Linked DNA regions of Danio rerio: region 1 is linked to region 2. Evidence: chromatin contacts called from public Micro-C data. All regions are on one chromosome and are shown on one strand. Each heading gives the region's core, a stretch centred on a gene start, on an enhancer-like site or on the middle of the called end of the contact. The rest is flanking DNA. Distances are from core to core; before and after follow the strand shown.

Evidence for each region. Hi-C and Micro-C count contacts between places; a contact is called where the count stands out from the background.
Region 1: a Micro-C map of caudal fin shows a contact between it and region 2, with 3 times the contacts expected there. The contact joins the enhancer-like site here to the promoter of cpeb4b in region 2. A contact is called at or near these places in 3 of 18 Hi-C or Micro-C datasets (caudal fin, embryo and an unstated tissue) and 1 of 4 datasets of contacts at active chromatin or transcription factors (caudal fin).

What each region holds. Positions count from the first base shown.
Region 1 is chr21:45,109,046-45,113,706 of GRCz12tu, reverse strand. No RefSeq gene overlaps it. Among named protein-coding and RNA genes, the nearest start is that of bod1, 26 kb to the left of the region's middle. Within about 2 kb of position 3,151, at least 33 of the 62 cell types and tissues checked have an H3K27ac peak or open chromatin away from gene starts, as enhancers often do. A contact at or near this core is called in caudal fin, where this site is marked.
Region 2 is chr21:45,035,644-45,040,203 of GRCz12tu, reverse strand. cpeb4b (cytoplasmic polyadenylation element binding protein 4b) reads left to right here and starts at 2,127. Exons shown (of 11, transcript NM_001351713.1): 1 at 2,127-2,561; 2 at 3,182-4,343. The coding sequence starts at 3,234.

The DNA of each region.
Region 1 (4,661 bases), core at 1,902-4,401, 72 kb before region 2:
AATAAAAAAAAAAAAAAAAAAAAAATATATATATATATATATATATATATATATATATATATATATATATATATATATATATATATATATATATATATATATATATATATAATTATTATTATTATTGTATTTATTATTAATATTACTACTTTGAAAAAAAATATTTACACTTTTCCTAAAATATAACAGATAATATAAAACACTTGACTTGTGATAATAAAAATACATATTATATTTATTAGCATTATATTATTATTACTATGAATATCAATTTTTTTATGTATAAAAAATATAACAGTAATAATAATTTTGAAAAATATATAATTATATTTATTATTAGTTTTATTATAACTACTACAAAAATTATTTAGACTTTCCCTAAAAAAATAGAAAAGCTAATATAAACCACTTGATTTCTAATATTAATTGTGGAAAAATGATTATTATTATTACTATCACTATAAAAACGATTGAGAAAATATACACGCGGTTCATTTCTATTCTTCTCTCCCACCTCCTTTATATTCTTCTCTCAGCTCTTGTTCTGTGGTGTTGTGCTCATCAATCATAACCACGCATTTCTCACCTTCTCTGTCTAACCTCGTTCTCAAGTTCTCACTCTGTGAGTTTCAGCAATCCACCTTTTTCCAGCCCTCCCACCACAGCTCCTCTTTCCTCAGCACGAGTGTGTGTGTGTGTGTGTGTGTGTGTGTGTGTGTTTCAGATGGGAGTCTTTCTCTGCTCTTGGGAGGCTCTATAAATAGAGGCATGCAGTGATAAGCAAGAAGAAGAGTGCTGCATTATGGAGTGCCATATACGGCCTATTCTAACAAGAAATGTACATAAAATATAGATATTTGTGTTTTATAAATCTAGCGTGCTTGTTTATATTATTTTAGAATATAATTGTTTAAATATTGTTTATATGTGTGGTTATTTTTTTTACAGAAATGCACTGTCTCTATCATTGGTTAGACGTTTTGTATTCAAATTGTGTTCAAATACACCTACACAGTCATGCACTACGATATCCAGTGAAATGCTTATACCTGTTACCTTAAAGAGGACCTATTATGCTTTTATAAGCCCCGCCCACTAGTGACCATCTTTTCGTCATTAGCATAGGATGTTAGTCTTGTTTTTGAATCTACCACTATGCTGACACACATGCATTTGTAGCTCCATCCTCCATTAAAAAGAGCACAATCTCATTTGAATTTAAAGTTCTAAAGAAAATTATAAATGCTAAATGCTTAAATAAAACAAACACGTTTATAGAGATGGAATATAAGTGAATAATTTCACTCACCTGGGAAATGGAGGCCATGTCAATGTTTTGTTAGCATTAAGTGCACACAGCATGCCATATCAACTGATAATTCATAATTCCAAAAGGCGACGGACTGTGTAAAGCCACATAAAACAAAACAAAACTACGATGTATATGCCGAGTTCAGTGGCTGCTCAGGCGGAATCAGCTAAGGTGAGGAATCAGCGAGCAGCGAGACCTAGCTGTCACTCAAGTGGCCACGCCCCTAAATTATGCAGGCTGAGATGGCTGAGAGAGAGACACTGCTCACATCAAAACCAGTTTTCTCAATTATAGTAACGTGCATTTTATTGTCAGTGAAGGTAACGGCGTTGTCATTCATTAATTTTCTACCCATTTTCCGGGGCAGGGCCATGGGGGCAGAAGGCTTAGGAGTGAACCCCAGACTTCACTCTCCCCAGACACTTCCTCCAGCTCCTCCGGGGGGATCCCGAGGTTTTCCCAGGTCAGACATAGTCCCTCCAGGGTGTCCTGGGTCTTCCCTGAGTTCTCCTCCTGGTCGGACATGACTGGAACACTTCCCTGGGTAGCCACCTCAGCTGACTTCTCTCGATGTGGAGGAGCAGCAGGTCTGCTCCGAGCTCCTACCAGGTGACAGAACTCCTTACCCTATCTATAAGGGTGTGCCCTGCCACCCTGTAAGGAAATTCATTTCGGCCGCTTGTATTCGATATCTTGTCCTTTCGATCATGACCCAAAGCTCATGACCATAGGTGAGAGTAGGAACGTAGATTGGCCAGTAAATCTAGAGCCTTGCCTTTCGGCTCAGCTCCTTCTTTACCTCAATGGATTGGTACATCGACTGCATTACTGCTGCCTCTGCAACAATCCGCCTGTCGATCTCACGTTCCATCTTTCCCTCACTGGTGAACAAAACCCCAAGATACTTGAACTCCTCCACCTGGGGTAAGGTCTTTCCTTCAACCTGGAGATGGCAAACCACCTTTTTTCTGGTGGAACACCATGGCTCAGACTTGGAAATGCTGATTCTCGTTTTAACCGTGTCACACTCGGCAGCAGTAACGATGTTGTAACGGAGGAAACAGTAATTCATTAGATTACTCGATACTGAAAAAAGTAATGTTGTTTATTTTGCGCTGTTATTTCCACTACTGCTTGACACAGGGGAACATAAAAACCCGATAACAGCTAGCATTTCAGAAGTGTTATTGCAGAACACAAACAGCATGCAGAAGTATAAATGCACGCTTCAAATGCTAAGTATAAATGCTAACTATAACTACACGCAAGGCATGCGCAGGGGTAATGGCGATCACTCGACACAGACATGTAATTCAGGCTTTAGTCCACACACATCATAATGTTTCTCTGCTGGTACTGAAGCATATAGAAAGAGTGTGTGTGTGACAAAGGAAACACAGGTATTAAAAGGACATAATGAATTCTGAGGACATTGCTGATGTCCCTATTTCTCAAAAAGCTTATAAATCATGCAGTAAAAACACACTATTTCCTGTGATGGTTGGCTTTAAGGATAAGGTTGGGTTAGTGCTATAATTTGTGCAGTTTAAAACCAATGGAAACCAATGGAATGTCCCCACAATTCACAAAAACAAACCTGCGCGTGCGTGTGTGTATGTGTGTAAGTGGAGCTCTCTGCTGAGACGCAGAGCTCTGCATCATGAATCTTTAAACATGGGCTGGAGGCTCGGCTTTCTCACGCCACACATCACAGAGAGAAAGAGAGAGAGAGAAAAAGAGAGAGAGAGTGTTTCTTCATGCTACACCCACACACACTCGCTCTGTGTCTCTTTATGAGGGTATTCCCTGACTCCTCACGCCTCCCTCTACGTCACACTCCTCCCTCCGCCAACATCATCGCTGCAATTACTCACTCTGGGGAACGGGAGGTGTGAGCGGCTGCTTCTCTCCTCTGCTTCCTCTGCTTTACTTCCGCAGTCTTGCAGTCCTTCAGTCACTGCTGTGAAATCTCTTGCAGCAAAAATGAAAGCTGCTAAATCAAGTATCACGACTAGAGGACTGCAAGAAAGAAGAAAAGAATAGAATGAGAGAAGGAAAATGAGGAGGTGGTAGAGATTGGTGTAGTATTCATCCTACGTTCCTTAAGGAAAGTAGAGATGCCTGTGAGAAATGATGTGGATAGACTGAAGAAAAACATACCTGTCCACACCCCAAGGGTATATATATAAATATAGTGTTCTACATACACCCTACACAACATAGTACACCCTACACTCATACACAACATAGTATGCCCTATTTTGAAATTGAATATTTTTATCCTTAAAAAATGATGAACAGAATCGGTGACAAAGGGCAGCCCTGCCGGAGTCCAACATGCACTGGTTTGCTGCAGAGTGTGATGTTAAGTCCGAAGCCATGGTGCTCCACTGGAAAAGGGTGGTTTGCGATCTCCAGGTTGGGGGAAAGTCCTTACCTCAGGTGAAGGAGTTCGAGTATCTTGGGGTTTTGTTCACGAGTGAGGAAATGATGGAACTTGACATTGACAGGCGGATTAGTGCAGCAGTAATGCGGTCGATGTATCAGTCTATTGTGGTAAAGAAGGAGCTGAGCCGAAAGGACTGCTCAATCTACGTTTCTACTCTCACCTATGGTCATGAGCTTTGGGTCATGACCGAAAGGATAAAGATCACGGATACAAGCGGCTGAAATGAGTTTCCTTCGCACGGTGGCAGGGCGCACCCTTATAGATAGGGTAAGGAGCTCTGTTACCCAAGCGGAGCTCGGAGTAGAGCTGCTGCTCCTCCACATCAAGAGAAGTCAGCTGAGGTGGCTCTGCATCTGTTCTCGGATGCATCCTGGACGCCTACCTCAGGGAATACCCAGGACATGCTGGAGGGACTATGTCTCTCGGCTGGCCTGGGAACGCCTTTGGGTCCCTCAGGAGGAGCTGGAAGAAGTTTCCGGGGAAAGGGGAGTCTGGGGTTCTCTCCTGAGACTGCTGCCCCCACAACTCATCCCTGGAAAAGCGTACGAAAATGAATGAATGAATGAATGAATATTTTTATTCATTTCTCAGTGTTCAAGTTCATTTATTTATAGAGCACATTTAAACACAGTCACAAAACTGAGCAAAGTGTTGTACATAAGACAAGGTAAAAAATAAAAAGAAAGAATTTAAAACAGAAATAAGAATGGAAAAACATCTGAAAAATGAAAATGTAGCAGTAACAAGGACTATTAAAATAATATTAACCTCAGATAAAAAGCTACGATTAAGAGGTGATTTAAGAATAGATAATAATGGAGCCATTATAATCTCAAGGGGCAAGGTGTTCCACAATCGAGGACCCGTCACAGAAAAAGCTCTGTCCCCTCAACGTTTCAG
Region 2 (4,560 bases), core at 878-3,377:
GCAAACTTTGTAACGATATTGTGTGTGACACAATATTTTTTTTAAACGATATTGTGTCTTTCCAAAAAATGTATAGTCAAGAACACAATTGTTTGGAGAGCGAGTAGTTTGAGTAGTATTTTCCGCCATTTATTATTCCTAGTCATTTCTCTGACAGGATATTGGATGTTCTGAAACAATCTCAAAAACGAGCACACTTCCACATTGCAGAATAAGGTCAATAAAAGGTCTATTTTTGTACATTAATAAAGCATTAAGAATGTCAGTTTGTTCTATGTAAAGTTGACAGCTGTCTAATAAACATACGTAGTCAGTACGTTATTATTGCAGGTTAGAGATAGACTAGCTGACTGCAGCATACTGGTACAATAGATGTTCTGCATAGTGTTATGAGAAGTCCTGGCCTAATGATGATGATGGAGGAGCACCAGTTTGGAGTTAAAACAGCAGCAATGTCAGCAGCAGGCATTAATGAGAGCTGTCTGGGCACAGCTGTCAGATCATTCTAAGCCACTCTCCTCCCTGCTCTATGACCCAGGCGCTTGCAGAAACACTAGTAATGAGATTGATCAGGGTCCCTTAAAACAGCGAAGAAGGGCACAAGCAGGTGTCATAACAACTGAGAAAAGCTCACCCCTGCTGATTTCAGCTCCTTACAGGTCCAAGGACTCCCATTTGCACATGCCACAGATTTCTGTCTCTGGAAAATTGCATTCATTTGAATTTTAATGGTGCTGCTGATCTATGTATCTATCTATCTATCTATCTATCTATCTATCTATCTATCTATCTATCTATCTATCTATCTATCTATCTATCTATCTATCTATCTATCTATCTATCTATCTATCTATCTACAGTATCTATCTGTCTGTGTCTGTCCATCCACCCGCTCATCCAGCAATCTATTTTCCCATCCATCCATCCATCCATCCATCCATCCATCCATCCATCCATCCATCCATCCATCCATCCATCCATCCATCCATCCATCCATCCATCCATCCATCCATCCATCTATCTATCTATCTATCTATCTCATCCATCTATCTATCTATCTATTTATCTATCTATCTATCTATCTATCTATCTATCTATCTATCTATCTATCTATCTATCTATCTATCTATCTATCTATCTATCTATCTATCTATCTATCTATCTATCTATCTATCTATCTATCTATCTATCTATTCATCCATCTATCCCTCTATCTACCTATTCATCAATTCATTCATCCATCCATCTCTCCATCTATCTCTCCATCTGTCTATCAATTTATCTATCTGACTGTCCATTCATCCCTCTATCTATCCATCTATCCATCCATCCATCCTTCATCTATCTATCTATCTATCTATCTATCTATCTATCTATCTATCTATCTATCTATCTATCTATCTATCTATCTATCTATCTATCTATCTATCTATCTATCTATCTATCTATCTATCTATCTATCTATCTATCTATCTATCTATCTATCTATCTACAGTATCTATCTGTCTGTGTCTGTCCATCCACCCGCTCATCCAGCAATCTATTTTTTCATCCATCCATCCATCCATCCATCCATCCATCCATCCATCCATCCATCCATCCATCCATCCATCCATCCATCCATCCATCCATCCATCCATCTATCTATCTATCTATCTATCTATCTATCTATCTATCTATCTATCTATCTATCTATCTATCTATCTATCTATCTATCTATCTATCTATCTATCTATCTATCTATCTATCTATCTATCTATCTATCTATCTATCTATCTTTTTCATATTCTGAAGCTAAAGCATTGCGTGGCGTTTCACCTGTCTATATTTTATTCACCAATCCTAATCCTCGTTGACCTTACAGGGCGGAGATTTCAGTTTTGAAGGCGTAAAGGGTAAAGGCGGAACCTCGTTACTCAAATGACCTTAAAGGGCAGACACATATTTATGAATCACATCCAAATTAGGACGAAGTGGGCGGGTGCAACAAGCGCTGGGACCAATTGCATGCCGTGTGCTCAGCCAGCGTGGGCGGAGCAGCCGCCTTGTGAGGTTCCCGTGGGCGTGGTCTGACGTAAGGAGGCGGGGGTTTAACCGGAAGTGTGTGTGGACTGGGTCTCCTTGTCATTTGGCTTCAGTAGATTGTGCCGTGAAGAGGAGAAGAAGGACAGCAACGGCAGCGCAGCGAAGGGAGCAGCAGTGCGCTGGTGAAAAAAAAGACAGCGAAAGGAAAAAAATAACAATGAAAAGGACGCACGAACGCTTTGCAGTTCACCAGTAACTAAACTAGTCTTTTTAAATTGAAGTCAATGACGTAGAATCGTCTACGCAAGTGCTTTAAAGGTTAGCAGCTGGCTAAAGCGAGACAGGGCTGTGTCATTGAGAAGGCAGGACACGTCAAGACGAGGAAGGGAGAAAAAATTAGACACTGCTGTCGGATTAAAGATCCCCACTCCATAATATCAGATCACCAGTCTATTCGAGCTTCTGCGTTAGTTTGCGTGGTGGTAATATCTGGAACGAGTGTCTGCCCTCAGTCATCGCTCGGATCAGCTACTAAGGTGAAAAGGGAATTTATTTCTTGATTTTTGTGAACGTGTTTATGATGAATCCCTAACGTAATATGTGTATTGTGATTTATGTGTCAAAAATCGTACATTATTGTGAGTATTGTAGCGCTCGAGCAGAAGACGTCATCATTTTTCAGCTCGAAGCGTTCGTTCGTTGAAAAGATAAGGGGGCTGTATATACATTTTCCTTTGCTGATAATTGATTTTAAAACAACAACATTGGTATTTTATCGTGTGAAACACCTGAGCGTATTGTTTCTGCGTCAGAAAACACGGCCTTTCGGTTGATATGAAGCCTTTTAGCAGTTCCTGTTGAATAAGCCGGTAGCCAGTTAGCTGCTAGCTGAAGAGACGTCACGAATCTATAATTAGAGCCTGAGAGACATTTATAACTTGTGTTATTACCAGTGTGGTATAATATTAGACAACGTCAACATGGTTGGAGAATATGGGATATGTTCACATATATTTGTCCTGTCAGTATTTGTGACGTCTGGTGGCGTAGTGCCACATAGCCTTCTCACCAAAGGGTGTCCTCCAGTGTGTCATGAATAATGTTGTGCAACTGCGTCATGTGAGTGTTTTAACCATGGACATGCCTTCTTTTTCAGGGCATAGGAAGCAAGAATAACTGTTGGGACCAAGTTAAACTGGAGAACATAAATGGGGGATTACGGGTTTGGAGTCTTAGTGCAGAACAACACTGGCAACAAGTCTGCTTTCCCAGTTCGAATCCACCCTCACCTGCAACCGCCACATCACCACCCCAATGCAACCGCCAGCCCCGCCGCTTTCATAAACAGCACCCCGGCTGGGAATGGCAGCAGCAGCGCTTCGACCTGGCTGTTCCCGGCAGCTGGAGGCCACAACAACATGCAAGATGAAATTTTGGGCTCGGATAAACCCAAAGTACAGCAGCAGGAGCTGCAGGAGACCCAAGACAAACAGCAGCAGCAGCAGCTCTCGCCTGGACATCAGGAGAGCACCATCATCTCTGAACTGGAAAAGGCTCGTGCCGAAGAAGGTAAGGTGGAGAGTGGGTCGTCTGAAGGGACCAATGGCAAAGAGAAGCTGCGTTTGGAGTCGCCAGTGCTGACAGCCTTTGACTATCAGGAGCCCTCGGGACTGGGCACAGCAGCCCAGTCCAGCACCTCCTCCTCCCTGACCAGCTTCAACAACTGGTCGGCTGCTATTCCCGCCACCCCCTCCACCATTATCAACGAGGACATCAGCTTCTTCAACCCGGCCGCCTCGGCCAACAACGGCCCTCTTCTGTTCCAGAACTTCTCCCATCACGTCAGCCCAGGCTTCGGTGGCAACTTCTCCCCTCAGATTGGTCCCATCTCCCAGCACCACCCACCCCACCCCCACTTCCAGCACCCTCACAGTCAGCACCAGCAGCATCGTCGTTCTCCTGCCAGTCCTCATCCACCACCGTTCCCCCACCGCAGCGCCCCCTTTGGCCAGCTGCCGCATCTCTCCAACAACCTGAGCAAGCCTCCCTCACCATGGGGCAGCTACCAGAGCCCCTCGCCCTCTCCTTCTTCAACATCCTGGAGCCCAGGTGGGGGTTATGGTGGTTGGGGCGGCTCTCAGGGCCGCGAGTACCGCCGAGGCTTGAACGGGGGCATGACACCACTCAACTCCATCTCTCCACTCAAGAAGACCTTTCCAAACAACCACATGCCCCAGCAGAAATACTCCCGCGCCAGTCCCGGCTTTAATCCTAAATCCTGGATGGATGACAGGAGCGAGAACATCTTCCCATTCCAGGTATGTACACTTGACGTGGTGATCGGCTGTAAAATGGGTTACAGTGACCAGTGATTGATTGCTTTACTCCAAGGACTGTAACTATAACTGTAGCTATAAAGGTTTAAAGGGAATTCGAAGCTGACAAGGAGGTCTGTTAATAAAACACGACTGCTTTCGCATTAGGGCAGGCAATCTTATGCAATTAACATCAAGAATGAGGGCCTGTACACAGAGT